2 separate regions of the Mus musculus genome follow, and region 2 is linked to region 1. Evidence: chromatin contacts called from public Hi-C data. All regions are on one chromosome and are shown on one strand. Each heading gives the region's core, a stretch centred on a gene start, on an enhancer-like site or on the middle of the called end of the contact. The rest is flanking DNA. Distances are from core to core; before and after follow the strand shown.

Region 1 (5,938 bases), core at 2,510-5,009:
TCAGCATCTCTCAACGACACAGAAACCTATTTCAGCTGGTGTCTTCCAAATGTTGAATGCTCGCTCCTCTCAGACACTGTCTTACAAAGCTCACATCCAATCAACATTTCTCTGTTCGAGGGATGTGAACTTAGTTCCTCCTCTTGTCCCTGTGAGATCCCTATTCAGTGTCATGATCATTGGTGATCATGTGTGAATTTCAATTAATTTCTTCTAAAACAAACTTCCAGGTATAAGGACCTGAAAGCCACAGGCTTGGCGTCACTGACAAAGGCACCCAGCTGCACTATCCTTACCGCACTGTTCCTGAGGGCGGTGGCACTGAAGTTCAACACAAGGTTGGGTTCCGGGACCACACGAGGCAAAAAGGAGACAAACGGCTCTGTCTCCTTGGATTTCTTTGTAAATGCAAACTGAGACATTCCCAAAACATTTCTTCTGTGTAATTGACAAAGAAAAAAGAATAGTCATAATAAGTGCTTATGAAAAACCACCTCAACATTCAGGGGGAAGAGGAAGAAGGAGATTCTAAATACCCCCTATAAGGAACAGAACTCTTGGAAAACGGTAGAATTTGGAAAGACAGAGTATTCAACTGATCCTAGAGGCCTGGTGATGTCATCCGGAGCTGAGCACATGTTCTACATGCCCCAGGTTCAATGTCTGACATTAAACACATACACAAGCACACATAAGCACACACACTCAAACAGAAAAACCTGTTTTACTAGAAAGCAAGCAAGTGTTCAGAGAATGGCTGCTATTTTGGCACCACATCAGAGACACACAACTGCCCTGAAGGACAGCTACAGTGAACTTGGAATTCACCATCAAAACTAATAATGATGGGGTAGGGGAGGAGGTTCGGCAGAGTGCATGCTGAGTGTGAGGGACTAAGTTTGGATTCTTGGCAGCCGCAGAAGCCGCTGGGCATTGCAAAAGCACACCTGGGGCTCTGAGTACCAAAACATGATGACCTCTAAGTTCAGTGAGAGACTGTCTCAAGGGGAAAGGTGGAGAGACAGAAGACACTACCCTACCGCATCTTCCTCAGGCTTCTGCATATGTGAACAGGTGTGTACACATATACTCTCACATGTTCTGCATATGTGAACAGGTGTGTACACATATACTCTCACACATGTTTTGCATATGTGAACAGGTGTGTACACATATACTCTCACACATGTTCTGCATATGTGAACAGGTGTGTACACATATACTCTCACACATGTTTTGCATATGTGAACAGGTGTGTACACATATACTCTCACACATGTTCTGCATATGTGAACAGGTGTGTACACATATACTCTCACACATGTTTTGCATATGTGAACAGGTGTGTACACATACACTCTCACACACGTATCCCACTCGCAAACTGACAAATGATGACAGAAATAAAGTACACACATAAATTGGAAACTATGGTGATGCTCAAAGGTGGCTTTAAAAGCACAGTATGTGGTAACAAAGGGGGCCCACATGAACTAATCCTCAGCCTTCCCACTTCAGTCACTATCCACTGACACACAGCTTGTCCATGAACACTACAGCCATGATGCGGTCTTAGGGACCAGCACGTTTATATATCAGACTACTGAATTGCCAAGTGCATTGCCTAAAGCAAATGCTGTAAATTAACGATGCCACTGGACAGAAAGACATCTGTGTAGCTTCCTGATGTGGCATAGCCATAACAACACAACACCAGCAGGGACTCAGTAGTCTCCGTAAAATAGATGTAAACTTGAGGAACCCCACAGTGTGGGATTTTTCTATAAGACAACCAGCCTAGACTCAAAAGTTCGTCAACATGATAAAAACTGAAGACAGATGTGGCTCTATTCTGTAAGGTACAGAAATAAAACAAGAAGGTATAGCCCTGAATGATCCTGAATTAAAACAAAGGAAAACAGGGTGGGGGTGGGGGTGAGGGTCCTGCAACAGGTATTATAAGGGACTTTTAGTATGAACTGCATATGATAGATTATTGTCCAACTGCTGGCTGAAGTGCTAACGTTACACAAAAGAGTACTCTCCGGTCCTTTCCTAATGGAGTCCTGAGAGCCTCAGTGCGGTGGCTGGAAAGACTTCCCCAATACGGAACTGAGGGCTCCGGGAGGACATTCACTGCTTATTTTCAAACAGCTCAGGAAAAAAAAAAATAATAAGGTCAGTGACCATGCACACATGCATAAACCCAGAAATAATACAGAAAACTGAAAAGTCTTAACAGCTGATGAGCAACTGGCCGAGGAACAGCTGAGGAAGACCCACTGTGACGCGCTGCCAGAGCGTCAGAGGCTTGCCAGCTTGGCCAGTCCCTAACAGTCTGGAGCATACTGGGCTGTGGAGCGGTGACTGCTCCCTGCTGAGCAGGAACGTACCTGCAAGCATCGCCACTTTTATATTTCTTCCATCTTTCATACAGCTTATTTGCAAGTTCAGAATCCATGTCCCAGGTGGACCGATCCAGAGAAAGGCTTCTTTCCCAATTAGGATTTTCTAAAAGTTAGATCAAATTCAAAACTTAGATTTACAACGTACAATTAAGTTAGTAAGTAATGCCAAGGGCTGGCCAAACTTCACAAACTATGAGGACAGTGGAGAGGGTAACATCTGTAGCTCCCCCCCAAGGCCCTGCTAACTCATGACACATGAGAACATCAAATTAAACAAACATGTAAAAAAACAAAACTAAACTAAAGCAAATCATGTGAAGGCAATAACGTAAAAGACACATGGCTCATGATGCAGCCTGAGACAAATCAAAAATATGTGAGCAGCATTTTCAAAATCATGGATCTAAAGTGCACAGCTGCATCCATGGAAACACCGGTGGCCCGCTGCATCTCTCAGGGTACTATGTGGGCCTGAGATGTGGAGGGACAAACAGTGGTTCTCAAAAGCGGGCCCAGGCCAGGGGCTTGGTCCTCTACAACACATCTTCACCAACTGGGCTATGATTACGTCACCTCCATACATCTGCCCTAGCCTGTCTAACTGGGATGCTGGGGAGAAAAAGGGGGTTTTCCCAAAGGCTAAGTTTATGCTATAACTCTCCTTACATCAGAAATCTCAGTAAGTCAAAATACAAAAATAAAAATAAACCAAAACCCAGGAACATCTTCCAACTCAAGTATCCAGGCCTCCGTTCTCATGCCACACCAGGCCCCTGCTGATGCATAGAGACTGCAGATGCAGTTCCCAATGTCTGACTTCTATCAGCTTTCAGAGAAGAATCCCCGATGCCCAGTTTTTCCTGGTGATAAGGCCGTTACGACCAAACAGTATTACTTTGTAATCTCTCACAAAAGCACAAGCTACATAAGAAAAAGAGGACATGCTTGCTTCTCCAAGGACCCCTCCTGAGTCTGGAGGGTGACCAACAATTTCAGGTCATTCTGACTGTCAATGATCACGTTCTCTCAGCATCCAGTATGACGCAATCACTTTAACAGGATTAATTATTAATTCATTCCATCTCCAAACGCTAACTTCTTTGAGTGCTTTCCAGTCCCCCCGAACTGCAGTGCTACAGAGACCCTAAAGCAAACCACTTACCTGTTTTTGACTTTCCCATGAAATAATGCATGCCACAATGTGCTAGCACTTCAAAACCCAGACTCCCTTCCTAGATTGAAAAGTAACATATGAATAACTTACAACACAACACTCAGCATACAAATCCTAAACACTAAGATACAAAGCGGACATTGGCCTCTACCTCAAAGGACTCCCCTTTAACCAGAAGCCAAACAACTAAGAAGCAATTTCTTTATCCCTTTGTCAGCTCTGAGGTGTCTGGGCTGAGCCGCCCAGAGTCACTACCATGCCCTCTGGACAATCATCAGTGTCTACAATAACAACTTACAGTGGCTTCTGTACAACCGTCAGTGACTAGACTACAACCGGTGGACCCACAAGACATCAAGCTACCATGGGAATCAGACGCAGACCATTGCTGGTGGGTCTGGATTCTGCTTGTCTGTAACTCTCCTCTCCTCTTCTAGACAGGCTATGCCAGACTTGCTAACTTGCAGCGGCCTCCTCCAGGTCTGGAGAGTGCTTATGTCCTACTTCCATCTGCTCCTGCCCCACCTCTTTAGTCACTGTTCTTATACGCATCTCTTGATTGGAAATTGGAAATAGATATTTTTTAGGAAATCCCTTCTGCTCAAAATATGACTAAATGAATGACCCTCATACTCTTACTGAATAGGTGTGTCAAGTCCTACCTTAACACCCTCAGCTAAGGGTGAGGCATTTCTAACTGTAAAACATCAACACTAATAAGTGAGGAAAAAAAACCATAAAGATGATTGCATGAATGTCTCATTGTGAAAAATCAGAACTCAGTGTTATACAGAATAGCTTGGCTCAAAGGAAGCAGTAACTAAATGAAAATAAACATTAAGAAAAAATGAGACATGCTTAAAATAATCTAAATAGAACACAATTTGCCCAGATAATTAGGAAGAATTCCCTCATAACCTTTTAGGCTTCAGACTGAACAACTAAGAACCACTTAAATCAATTTAAAACACCTAATAAACTGATTTAAACTGAAGTCCCAATAAACATGTACTACAAGTTCACCTGTACTTTCTATGGTAAGCAAATGCTATTTTCCAGCTTTGGGGACAGGAGACAGGAGCCTCTGCCTGGAGACAGACAGGAGCCTCTGCCTGGAGACAGACAGGAGCCTCTGCCTGGCAACGCAGGCCCCTGGGCTTGCTCCTCAGCAGCACAGAGGAAGGAAACTGATCAATCTTCTGATGATGACGTATTTTATTAAATAATCACTACTTCCTGAGAAAAATAACCTCTCTAAATCAAGATTTCACATCTAAGCAAGTCTACCACGTAAGACTGGCTTGGTAGTATCTTACATTTCTTAGATAGTCTTAAAGAAGAACTTAGCACAGGGGACACAAGGCAACTCTGACTGCTAAATGGCACTACAGTACATGGCATTGGGCACAATACCTTGGTTGGGGCCGAGAAAATCTGCAGAGGTATTGCAAAAATGGCACCTGTGTTTGTAGTCAGAAATACATTGGTGAACAGGTTTAAGACAATGCCTTTAACAGCAAGCTTCAGAGAAAATATATTCCAACAGCCTGGGGGTAGAAATAAAGGGCCTCGGAAACTCAGAACCTGCAAAGAAAAGAAGCAGGAGAAGTTGCTTCCTCGCACTCGCTATGACTAAACTCATGATAGTAGAATGGTAAATTTGCTCTATGGTTTAGAAATTAGAAGTTCCATTTGTTACAGATCAAATATTTATGATTTTAAACAAAGTTTACTTTTCAATAGATAGTATTTTAAATCTCACAGCAGAAATCTTAAAGTACTTTTGTCAAGCCACATATCTTAATCATAAACACTGCTTATTCTGAGAGAAGAAAGTACAGATAGCCACAACTGAACTAAAAGCAACTATAAAATGTTAAAAACAAACTATATTTGCTTTAAAATTTTAAAACCAGAATTAGGTGTTATAGATACTGGTTTCATAGCATGATATTAAACAAAGCTTAAACTAGGCTAAAGGTTGAAGAAAAGGCACTGTGCATACCTTTAAAATGTGCTTGGTCTCCTTGGAAACAAACACATCTTTTAATACAATGCTCTGGTCAAAATGGCTGCGGTACCATATTGACCAGACTCCTGTTGCAGTCTCGTGACTCTCTATGTGAAACTGGGCTGTAGAGGCATCCGTTCTGAAATACCTGTGAAGAAAAGGCATGCATGTGACCAGCCCTGCACGAAGCACAGCTCTCTGTCCTCTGTAGAGCCTCTAACTGAGGACATGAGCGCAGAAAACATCCCTGTTGATAGTCATTACTATCAACAGCATCTCCCTCAGCCTCCTGGCTTGCCCACAGAGCAATGTAGGCAAGGCTGCGGTGACCATGACCAGGGCAAA
Region 2 (5,938 bases), core at 1,427-3,926, 170 kb after region 1:
ACTGGTCTGCTCCTTTCTCCCTGCGGTGTCAAGTGGCCCTTGCCACTGTTTCTTTAGGGCAGTGCTTGCTTGCTTGCTTAGCTGGCCAGTTTCCTTTTGTTTACGCTCTACACTTCTTGGCCACAGTCAAGGAAGATCTTTTGTTCTATGGTCTCCACAGTATGGTCACAGGTGTTTCCTTAGGCAGGTGGCCCTGACTATGCTGTAATTCCAGCATTCTGGAGCCTGAGGCAAGGGAATTGCTAGCTTGCTAGCTTGAAGCCAACTTGGGCTACATAGAAAGAACTTGTTCTCAAAAGACAGCATCTCTCTCTCTCTCTCTCTCTCTCTCTCTCTCTCTCTCTCTCTCTCTCTCTCTCTCTCTCTCTCTCTCTCTCCAGCTAGGCCACTTTAATTATAATTCAACTCTGCTCTGGCTACTTCTAATGTACCAAGTACTTGCAGTTTTCTCAAAGTCTTAGTCATATACTATGTCCGAGTTTTAAAAAGATACACTTGGTAAAGTTTGCCCTAAACAAAAGTAAGTTAAATAGAAAAATATGGGAAAAGTTATATATTTTTTCCTAAACAGTTTAATGTTATATTTTTATTATGTTTTTTAAAATTCTATAAGTATTATAATTTTATATTGTATAAATACATAAATAATGCCAAGCTTTGAGGGTTTTATTTTAAAACTGAAATAAGGCAGGTAAGATAGCTCAGTGGTCAAAGGTGCTTGCTACCAAGCTTGATGACCTGAGTCAGACTCCTGAGACCCAGATGGTGAGAAGAGAGAACCAACTGTTGTAAGTTGTCCTCCGCGCTCCACAGTTAGAAAGAAAGTCACTGGTATATCCATCCATAAGGCAACCTTACAACTTGGCAAGCTCTTGTATTTATATACCCTTTTCTTAGAAGGTAACAGTGGATTTCCTCAGTAGACTGGAGGTGCCTAAGAGCACCCTGCTCCTGCTCTGACCTCTCAGTTTCCTGACTGTCTCTCGCCTCTACTGTCCTTACCCCACTCACCTTCCTTACTCCTAAAATGATTTCAGTGGCCAAGCTGTGACCACTCAGGGCTGGACCGAGTCTCTTTAGTAGACATCATGCGGAAGGCAGTGTCTTTCTGTTAGATAGCTGCTCACGCAGCACTGAAGTGGCTTAGGAGGAAGACGGTCTTCTCATAAACAAGGAAAGGATGGTTCCGGGAAAGTAGAGATGCAAAGTCTCCAGTTACCAAATTAAAGATGCTCAAGTTATGATGCAAACTTACGTATCTCTTCCACAACCTGTGGGTCACATTCTCGATATTTTTCCACTTCTGCCTTAAGTTGTTGCCTTTGGTCTCGAAATGAAGAAAGTTCTTTTGCAAGCATGGCTCGTTCTTCCTGGATTTAAAGGATTTCATGTACAGTTAGGCCAAATCTTATGTGTAATGAAGTAATAAATTTCAAAAATACATGTTTTGACATGCTATATTTATCTACTCAGTTCTCAGTGTCCATGGGTTCTGCATCTGAAGATCCAATTATCCACTATCAAAACTACTTAAAAAACACAACAAAACAAGGCAACCCCCACCACCTGTACTAAACATGTACAGAAGTTTCTCTCAATGCACTCACCCTCTGAATGATACAACATAACAAATGTTTACAGAGCATTTCTGTTGTAGTAGGAATTATAAGTAATCTAGATATTACTTAAAAGATTATTATAAAAACTATAAGCAGCTATTATGCCATCTTGTAGACATGTATTACATTTATATCTAAATATGCATTTTGCATAAATGTATTATACAAAGACATATAATTGGCATTTTAATTTATTTATTATTTGTGTGATATCAGAGAACTTGCAAGAGCCAGGTCTCCTTCCATCCCGAGGGTCCTAGGGATTGAATTTAGGCTGTCAGGCTTGGAAAGCCTTTACCTGGGGAGCCTCACTTGCCCATTTTTTTTTTTTAAAATAACGAACTTGAACATCCAGATTTTAGTATCTCACAAGGTCTAGGAGCCACTCCCGCTGTGGAAACTGAGGTGTGCTTGTCCTCACACATGTGAACAGTATAATAAGCCTAGTTCTCATCCTTTGCTGAAATCTCAAGTGCTTTTCATAGATACTGAATAATTAAATAAAATAAATATGTTGAGTGTAATAATTGTAAGCAGACAGGAACAGATGGTTAACATGGATGAACTCAAAGGTGATGATGCTACCATACATCAGGGGAAAACTCGCACTACTTTTTGGGTAGTTTCATGGCTTGTGCTAACTCATGTAAGTCACAGTTTCTGTCAACATCAGTCATTAAGCAATTATCCTTTAAAGAGTGTTTGAAAAAAAGTTCTAGAGCTCTTTTCAATTTTAAATGATTAACCTTTATAAATATTTAAAGGGATCAGAAATGGCCTCCTGCCATTTTTCTTTCAAGGGGAACAGCATAAGGCTTTTAAATAGCATGAGCCAACAGACAGGTACCCTGTGACATTTCAGGCAGAGGCTTCACCAACTCAGAGATGCCATGGTGCTACAACTGTGTGACTAACGTTTGTGAAATCTGAAAAATAATTTCACACAAAGCTGGCAAAGATTCTCAGATAAATTTAAGGCAAAAGTCAAAGTTCAAATGGCCTGCCTGGAACTGGCCCAAGGCTCCCTGCCTGCCACCCTGCACTTTCTCCTTGTTCTCTAGCTTTGGCTTTGCTGCTGCTGTTGCTGTCTAGACGGTAAGATGCTCTAGAACAGCCCAGCCCATAGAGCCCTGCATGGTGGGGACATCCTAGCTCTACACTCTCCACTACAGGGTCATTAGACACATGTGTGCCATGATGGTAGCTATGACTGAGAAACTGAACTATGCATGACTTAAATATAAATGGGTAAATATAATTAGTAAATGCCACATTGACACAGCTCAGAGAAATAAATTTAAGGCTAAGTAGGATGTAACGGAATGGTCTTTCCTTGCTATCTAAGCCCAGATGATCCATTCTTTGACAGAAGAAAGAGGAAAAGGGAAGGCTAGTGAAGAGAAGAGAAGCAGAGGGAGAACACCCATGTGAGTGCAATGACAGCTCTGCAGGCACTGGATGTGAAGACAGCCTAGACGGCACCAGTGCAGGAACCTCCGCCAAGGTATTCAATGCCTTCGTGCTTCTAGTTCCTCAAATACAGAACTAGTGATAGGAATGGCAGTCACCTCTTAAACTGTTGGCAAACAAACTGCACTTGGAAAGTACCTGACAATGTACCCGGTGTAGCTACTTCTTCAGCAGCATTGCTGTGACTGATCTCTAACAGACAGGGTGAGTACTGTTATAGAAATTATTTAAACCCAGCCCCGCCTTTGCTTATTGAGTTCCCAGATTAAAAAAAAAAAAAACATAAACAGCCTTTATATTTTTAATAAGGCTTAAGCAGCACAAAAGCTGAGCAACTACCAAGCCTCCATGTTATCAGAATCTACTTTCCTACTCATAACCCTGAATTATTACTTACTATTGCTATATTTGATCTGAGCTGCTCTTACCTCCAATTGGCTAGCCTACAGAACCATGTTTTTTTTTTTTATGGCTCATCTAACTCAGGTGGCTTCTCTATCTCCCTCCTGCACCTTCATGGTCAGATTAGACTAATTCTAATTTAGTTACATACAATAAAATGTTTTCAAGGTTATTCACATAGTAAATAGCTAAAAATAATCAATGTTTAACAATTCAGTTATGCTACATATGGATAGATGGTCTTTAAATGTGTCACAGATCCACAGAATATAGCATTTAAAACCATTTCATTATTAAAAGATCTTTTGATTACAAAACAGATCTGCTTCTGACAGTACCCCATTCCACTTCAAAGAAGATGTTAAGCACAAATACTTCCATGAAGTGTTGCTTCATTTGTGACAGCTAGTCACTGGCCAAAAAAAAAAAAAAAAAAAAAAAAAAGCCCTAATTTCATCTACAGATAGAATGCTGTCCAAAAAGGACAAACAGGTGCAGGATAGTCGACTGCTAAGCTCTGCTAAGGCAGGGTAAGCTAGTCATTCATAATTCCTGCTTCAGATGTTCTGGGCCAGAAAGCTGAAGATAGATGTTCGAACACTGTAAGGAACATTGGGGACTGTCCAGGAAGTCATCTGTCTCTGCCAACTGTTTAAATTTTGGAAGCTATGCTCCTGCATACTGCATACCTGCAATATATATTTGAATATATATTCCTTTTTAAATCTCTGACGGGGTTGAAGACTAGTTATAGTCTCATAATTGAATTTATGTTGTTTAGCATTAAAGAAGTTCTAGATTTAAAAGGATGGCTTTCAGATGGTAATATAAGTTAAAAATCAAACATGATTGAGGTACAGAATTATAAACCCTTTAACTTAGGATAGACGATAAAACACTTCATCTAAATTGCCAAATATGATGAACCAGATGTTACAAGTATATATCCTACCTAATAATTTGCATACTTGTCATAGTCGCTGAGAGAACTGAGTCCTTTATTGGACTAAAAGTGGGAATGTTGAGGTTTTGTCTTTTATTGTCTATTGTAATGCTAAGTGCAGCCCCCAAGACCTGCCAACAGCCAATAGCTGGGCAGAAGAGACATAGGTGAGGTTTCAGTTTCCAGGGCTTGAGGTCAGATGAGGAAGAGGAAGAAGAGGAACAAGGTGAAGGTACAGGAGAGAGAAGGAGAAGCTGCCATGGGTTAGATGAGTCATAAAGAGGTAGCCCTGTGGGCTAGCCAAATGGAGTTAAGAGCAGTCAGATGAAATATAGTAAGCAATAATTTGGGGTTCAATAGGAAAGTAGATTCTGATAATATGGAGACTAGGTATCCGCCCAACTTTTGGCTGTTGGCATCTTTATTCACCAATCAGAAATAACGTGGGACAGGGTCACAGGGGCTACATGCAGACTTCAGACTCTTGGGGGCCCACACTTAGTATTACAATAGACAATAAAAGACAAAACCTCAATAGAGTACTTCCTGTCTTAAGACATTCTTAGGAGCCTTTTTGAATTACTATACTCTTCTGCTGGCTGAAAGCTCTGCTGTGGCTTGACAGAAGGCCTCCCTACTCCCAGTTCTACCGTCTACATGGATTGACTCATACTCGGTAGCCTGGCTGACAATTTGCAGACATGCCAATGCCACTACTCATTGTAGGTGCTTCTCTCAGCTACTGCCAGTGTTAAGGAAAAAAAGAAATGGAACAAAGAAGCAGCAACTACTACTATCAACTGCAGAAATAGCAGGTCTGGGTGATGCCAAGAGTTGACCTTCCCTTAAACAGTATACAGAAAATTACTGTCCTCCAATTTCTATCTCTGACTGCTGAAAACTAACATGAAAGAATAAATCTGAAGTAAATGTGGAAGCACATACTCCCTATAAACTGTGACACAGTCCTTTCTGTAGTGCAGAACATTTCCAGATTGCTCCCTTTCACAATCAAGCAACAGGAACAGAGGCTAAGGTGCAGTGTTTAGTAGTCTGTGCTGATATTTAATGTTAAAATATAGAGAATTTATTCAATATTTGTCTTTCTTCTCTTCCCTCCCTTTGTTTCTTTCAGTTACCGTTGTTTTGAACTAGAGTCTCCTTATGCCAGACTTGAACTTCCTATGAGGCTGAGAATGACCTTGAACTTTGGACCTCCTGAGTATTGGGCTTACAGGCAAGCACTACCCCTGGTTTATGCAGTACTGGGGCTTAGCCCATGGTTTTGTACACGCTAAGCAAAAGTTCTACCAACTTAGCTATATTCCCTGTCATTTGTATGTTTGTTTTGAGTCACGTTTCACACCATATTCCAGGCTGGCCTGGAACTCATTATGTCGTCCAGACTCAGCCTTCTAAGTGCTAGGATTATGGGCATGAACCACCACACTTGACTTAAAACATTTTTATAACTCCATTGTTAAAATAAAGAGGAAGCTAGAAA

The links. A called contact is a pair of places that touch in the nucleus more often than the background predicts.
Region 2: a Hi-C map of liver shows a contact between it and region 1, with 2.6 times the contacts expected there. The contact joins two enhancer-like sites. A contact is called at or near these places in 27 of 484 Hi-C or Micro-C datasets (the AML12 cell line, B cells, CD8 T cells and 20 more), 6 of 115 datasets of contacts at active chromatin or transcription factors (acute myeloid leukemia, bone marrow-derived dendritic cells, embryonic stem cells and 2 more) and 4 of 9 other capture datasets (adipose tissue, embryonic stem cells, liver and 1 more).

Annotation. Positions count from the first base shown.
Region 1 is chr3:83,932,427-83,938,364 of GRCm38.p6, forward strand. Tmem131l (transmembrane 131 like) reads right to left here. Exons shown (of 35, transcript NM_172681.4): 13 at 5,588-5,741; 14 at 4,996-5,166; 15 at 3,571-3,640; 16 at 2,394-2,511; 17 at 297-438. Among named protein-coding and RNA genes, the nearest start is that of Tlr2, 94 kb to the left of the region's middle. Within about 2 kb of position 3,760, at least 3 of the 459 cell types and tissues checked have an H3K27ac peak or open chromatin away from gene starts, as enhancers often do. A contact at or near this core is called in liver, where this site is marked.
Region 2 is chr3:84,103,680-84,109,617 of GRCm38.p6, forward strand. It overlaps Mnd1 (meiotic nuclear divisions 1), which reads right to left. Exons shown (of 8, transcript NM_029797.3): 6 at 1,256-1,370. Among named protein-coding and RNA genes, the nearest start is that of Gm30458, 45 kb to the left of the region's middle. Within about 2 kb of position 2,677, at least 8 of the 459 cell types and tissues checked have an H3K27ac peak or open chromatin away from gene starts, as enhancers often do. A contact at or near this core is called in liver, where this site is marked.